Regions from separate parts of the Sus scrofa genome. Here region 2 is linked to region 1. The links are chromatin contacts, called in public Hi-C maps. All regions are on one chromosome and are shown on one strand. The core of a region is the stretch at or near the end of the contact, and the rest is flanking DNA. Distances in the headings are between cores, read along the strand shown. Region 1 holds the start of FAM46A (protein FAM46A). Region 2 has its middle 200 kb from the start of FAM46A.

The links. A called contact is a pair of places that touch in the nucleus more often than the background predicts.
Region 2: a Hi-C map of heart right ventricle shows a contact between it and region 1, with 4 times the contacts expected there. The contact joins the enhancer-like site here to the promoter of FAM46A in region 1. A contact is called at or near these places in 1 of 5 promoter capture datasets (liver) and 5 of 47 Hi-C or Micro-C datasets (embryonic fibroblasts, fetal heart ventricle, fibroblasts and 2 more).

Annotation. Positions count from the first base shown.
Region 1 is chr1:84,543,748-84,546,498 of Sscrofa11.1, reverse strand. FAM46A (protein FAM46A) reads right to left here and starts at 1,466. Exons shown (of 3, transcript XM_013992805.2): 1 at 1,047-1,466; 2 at 239-803. The coding sequence starts at 766.
Region 2 is chr1:84,743,850-84,746,549 of Sscrofa11.1, reverse strand. No RefSeq gene overlaps it. Among named protein-coding and RNA genes, the nearest start is that of FAM46A, 200 kb to the right of the region's middle. Within about 2 kb of position 1,394, at least 3 of the 83 cell types and tissues checked have an H3K27ac peak or open chromatin away from gene starts, as enhancers often do.

The DNA.
Region 1 (2,751 bases), core at 217-2,716:
AGGAAGAGAAGGCAGAGCTGAGGAGGAAGCAGAAGAGTTGGGGCACTGAAGCAGCAAGTAAACTAGAACACACAACGCAGCTCACGCATCTTCGTTTACCCATTAAAAAAAACTCAAATGCAAAATAAGCCAAAGCTCCTGCACGAGACGGGGCAGCAAACGTGCGCCCCCCACGCCTAGCGCCTCACGCCCGCGCCTGGTCCGCCGCGGGCCCCCGGCCTCTCTCGGGTAGCTTTACCTTGAGCGTGAGTGGTGTGATCTTCTCCTTGTTCACCCCTTCGGGTAAGAAGTCCAACAGGCAGTCCAGCACGACGTCCTTCACAGTCTGAAACTCCTCTTCCCCACGCAGGTCGGCGCAGAAGATTAGGTCCAGGTCCTTGTAGCCCAAGCCGCTGTCCTGGTGCAGGACGTGGCTGGCGGCCGAGCCGTTGAGGCGCACGTCGCGGACGCCAATGCGCTTCTCGGTCAGACGCCGCCGCACCACCTTCACGATCAGGCTGGGCTGCAACTCGAGCGTGGGGAAGTTGCCGCGCCCGTGGATCGGGATGGTCTCGCTCAGGATGCCGTCCAGCCGCTGCACTTGCTCCCAGTTCAGCACGTTGCAGTGCGCCGTGGGGCTTTCGCAATAGTCCAAGCAGTGCCCGCCGCCGAAGCCGCCGCCACCGCCGCCGAAGTCGCCGCCGCTGAAGTCGCCGCCAAGGGGGATGTAGGGACCGCCAGCCAGCTCGTCCTCGGCCATGGCGAAGTACCCTTCGCCTTCCGCCATGAAATGCCCGCCGAATGCCACTTGGCCCTGGTCAGTCCTAAAAGAAAACGGGGGTGGGGGGAGCGCGGTGAGGACGCGCGGCGGCGGGGCTGAGCCGGGCCCCCGGAGGAAGGAGCGGCCCCCTCCTCGTTTCGCCTCCCGCCTCGGGAGCTCCCGGAGACGCGCCCGCCCCAGGCCCCCCAGCCCCCAGCCGCGCGCGCCGCGCCCCGCAGAACAGCCCCGCACCAAAAGTATCTCTGATGCATCTGGAAAGCGCAAGCGGGAGTCCCGTCTGTGTCACCTGGAGGCGGCCGCCCCTTCTAGGAGCGCGGCGATGGAGGAACTGCGAGGCGGCAACACTTCCAGGAGCCGCGAAGACGCTCCCGGCAGTGGCGAGCGACTTAGTCCTTTCCAGACCCCTGCCGCCTGCGCCGGCCACTCCCGCCCCTCGACCCCGCCCGCGCCTCAGCCGCGGTGGTCCCAGAGGTGGCGGCTCCTGCTGTCGCTGCCGCCGCCGCACACGCTCCTGTCTCTGGAGCTTTAGCAGTTGTGCGGGCGAAAGGTCTCCAGTACTTTTTTTATACCGTGGCCGCTTGGCGCTTCCGGGGCCCGGCGCCGCATGCTCGCCACACCCTCCTCATCTGCATAGGGAGCCGCCCCCGCCCGCCCAGCGCCCGCGGCGGGAGCCCAGCAGAGCCGCGCTCCTTGAGGACCGGTCCCCAGGGCGCGAAGCTGGAGGCGGTGCGTGAGTTCACTTTAGTTCCTGTAGGTAGATTTGATGTAGGGACGCCCACCCACCCACGCCTCTCTTCCTTTTCCCCAAGGAGGAGACACTTCAGATACTTCAAGAGTCCTCACTGGCCCTCAAAACCGGATCAAGGCGAAAATCGCGTAACTGCTGAAACTTCTCAAAATTCTCGCCGGATGCGGCTCGTCATCAAAGCTTAGTGACGGGGGCTCCAGAGGGTCTTCTTGACCTCCCTTTTAAACAGTGTGTGGGGTAGCACTAGAGCGGTTATGGCATTAATAAACTCGGCCTCAGTGTGAACTAAGGGGTCCACTTCCCCGTGCCAATCAGTGTCTGCGCGCAACGGGCAGGGCAGGCTCCCCGAGTTTCGTTTCTTCAAACCTCAGGCGGCGCGCCGGGCTGGGGTGAGCCAGAGGAGCGCGGGGGCGGAGCCGAGCGTGCGTCCAAGCCCAGCGCACCCGAGGCTCGCGGCGGCCGGGAGCGCGGCTCGGGCCAACGCGCGTCCCCGAGCGGACGGCCGGGCGGGCACGCTGGCCTGGAAACGCGGGGCGCAAGGGGTGGGCGGCCGCTAGGTCGCGGGGCCGGAAGCTCGGCTGAGCGTTCTTCCATCCAGAAGCTGAGGAGGTGAAGCGCGTTCCTCGCCGGCAACTAAGGTTTGCGTTGTTCAAGTGAATGCACATGTCAGGGTGAAGTGAGCGAGTTTTCCACGACCCGCGAAAGCACGAGTTTAAAGTCTGCGACCGTCCCTCCTCCACACCCACAACTCCCGGCGCCTCCGCGGCTTGAAAGGAGTGTGGCCTTACCTCCGCGGGCACTAGCGCTCGAGGCCCGCGTTTGCTAGAAAGCGCCCCCTTTCTTCCTGCCGTCAATTCTGGCCGCTCGCTACCCTTTTCCAAACTGAGAGCCACTTTCCTTCGTCTTGAGGCCACGGCGGGGACAGAGGCGGGCTGGATACTCCCGCCCATGGCCCCGCTCGACCCCAGCCGCCCGGCCTGCAAGGAAGCATAGCCCTCCCTCTCCGGGCTGGGGAGCCCGGGCCTCGTCACTAGGGCCCCGCTCCCAGCAGGAGGCGGGGAGGCGCGGGTCGGGGAGGGGGAGAACAGTCACCCGCGGAGCAGCCAGCTGCGGGGCAACGCCGCCCCCTGCTGGTGCCCTGCGGAGCTGCGCGCCTAAGCGTAGGCACCCGCTGGACCTCAGAGGGAGGCCATCATCCCTAAGCACTTGTCCCTGGGCGGGGGACTGAGAAAGGTTCGCTAGG
Region 2 (2,700 bases), core at 145-2,644, 200 kb before region 1:
ACCTAAGTTTCACTTATGTCCATGAAATAAGTTAGTTTTGTTAACATGGCTTAAATGGTTTTATCTTGGGGGATTTTTCAAGCCTGGTCACCGTTTTATTTTAGTACTATTTTGGAATCTAAGTGTTTTGTTAGGTTTTGAAATATTTCAACAATGATGGTTTTAAATATCTTCCAGTAACAATTAGGAATTCTGGTCTTTAAAAAGTCACTTTTTTTTTTCAAAGATAAGTAAAATACTTCAGATTCAAACTTAAGCCTGAAAGAAGAAACAGAATGAATTAAAGATTTCTAGTAGGCTCTACACAGTTGACAACAGATGAAATCATTGTCTTTTACTCCTACTTGGGAAATGAGTATTATCTTCCCAAACGGGTGTCCATACAACTAAAATTAAAAGGTATTTGAAGAACTTAGGAAAAAAAGAAATCACCTGATACATAACTCTCACTCAGTAGATATTTGTTGAATTTAACTCTCACCTAGTAAATATTTGTTCAATTAACACATCTAATCTCAGGTACAAGTCCATATGACTGCTTTGATTAAATTATTACAAGTTCTGTTAAGCAGATTCAGAATTAGTATAATTGGTCTTTCTTGAGGTGGTACAGCAAAATGGAGAACACAGACTTTAAAAGATAAAATTCTGATTCAATTACTCCTCCAATTCTTATTCAATACATGGTAATAATATTACCGATTCGTGTGCCTGATGTGAAATGTGCAGTGAGGCCAAACAATAGGGAAATATCAGAGTTTGGAGCAGGGAAAAGTTTTCCGCAGGGCCATGCAAGGAGACAGGTGGCTCACGCCTTAAAAAAAAAAAAACAAACTCCTGGAAGTCTTTTAGCAAAGCCTTTTATAGGAAAGGTGAGGGAGGGGTGTGGTTAGTTGTTGCAAACTTTTTGGTGTTGGATCCTTTGTTCTTGCAGCTGTCCATGTAGGTCAGGTCATGATGTTCTTGTAAACCTCAATCAAAACAAATGATATTCTCTGTTCTGAAACTTTTTATCTAAAGATGTAATATACAAGAAAGGGAGGGACAGGCATTAAATTCTGTCTCCAAGCATCCTTGGCTTTTAATACTTTACATTTCTCATAAACAAAGCAAACAAATCCCATAAGCAAAACAGCATCATTATCCCTCATCTTACTTGTTCAAGGTCCCAAGCAAGACCAGAGGTCCTGGCTAAGAGGAAGCGGTCCCTTCACAGGCTGGTTACCCTGCCTGGGAATGTTTGTCCGGCATCCAGTCTAGGTCCTCCCACCAGTGTCCAGGCCCAGATCTCAGTTGGCGGCACCCTCCAGGCCAGGTGCCCAGACCCTGCCCAGCTGTCATCACTGCCCTTGCTAGTGCCCAGGAACTAGTCAGCTCTCAGCCTCTTCAGGCCATCCAAACAGTGGCAGGGTCCCAGAGAAAGCTACTCAGGGAGACTGCTCCCACCCTCAGGTCATGGACATGGGGCCTGGGCCTGGCTAAAGGGCAGCCCTGGTGGCAAGGACTCTGGAGCTCTTTAGGACACAGGCCTCAGGGTGTCTGCGGGACCTCTAGCCTACCCACCAGCCCAAGGCTGAAGGACCTTAGGGAGAAGGTGGAGATCCATTTCTCACCACACTCTTTCTACCATGAGGACCACTGCCTGAGACTGTGGCAGAGTGGGGCCTCTAACGGTCATGTGCTAACGGTTGCCCATGCTACTGAGTATGCACCTACCCTGTTATAATAACTTGTTTCATCTTACTAAACCTCAGTTTCTGCTTCTGAAAAATGAAGATCATAGCACCTATCTCTTTGGGTGAAGTCAAATGTGACCGTGAGTTAAAACAATAAAGACTGTAGTGGTTATGTCTCACCTGTTATTTATTGCTGTATTAACCAATAGCTTTTTAATGGTATTCAAATAAAATGTAAATGTATCACAATTTCAAACTACTGTTAAACCATAATAGAAGAAATTCAAACTTTCTCTTGATAAAGAATGAATGATGCTACATGATGTTGCCTTTTCTATTGCTAACAAATCAAATTTGGTTTGCTTTACACATATTGAATTTCAGGGCTCCTTCTAGGGTACTTGAGGTCAGCATCATGTGCCCGAATTGCTCAGAGTTTAAGTTAGGTAAGAAGATCCTTGCTCAAAAGCAGGGCAGGCAGGTCTAGTGATTTCTAGGACCTAGACTGAAGAAAGTGCCAGTTAGAATTAATTTTACAGATGCTATTTATGAGTACAGACAGCTAGAGAGTCCTTGAAGAGGGGTGGGCAGTGTGAGCCATTATTCTCAGTGAATAACCTTTCTTGCAAAGGTGGACAACAGGTGTGATAATCATGGAAATGACAGAGAAGGATGACTCATTGTATTTTAATTTACATTACTTTTGGTGGGTAAGAATGTTCCAATTCAGGAGGGAGATTAAAAGCCTCTATTATTTCTTTGGCAGCTCTTTTTGTTTGTTTTTGACCTTGCTTATCTCCTAAATTAGATAAAGTAACAGAAATGGAGGTGAGGTTCACAGAGAAACTCAGATAAGAGAAAAGCCTGTGAAAATTCTGCCTGAGTAGGTTGGGAGAGCTGCCCTGAGTGAAAGAAGTGTGATCCAACTGTCACAGACTGAACAGAAGAAGAACCAGGGCATATAATAGCTATTTCCTTTTTACATTTTTTTTTCTTTTCAACTCAAAGACTAGTGATGGGGGAG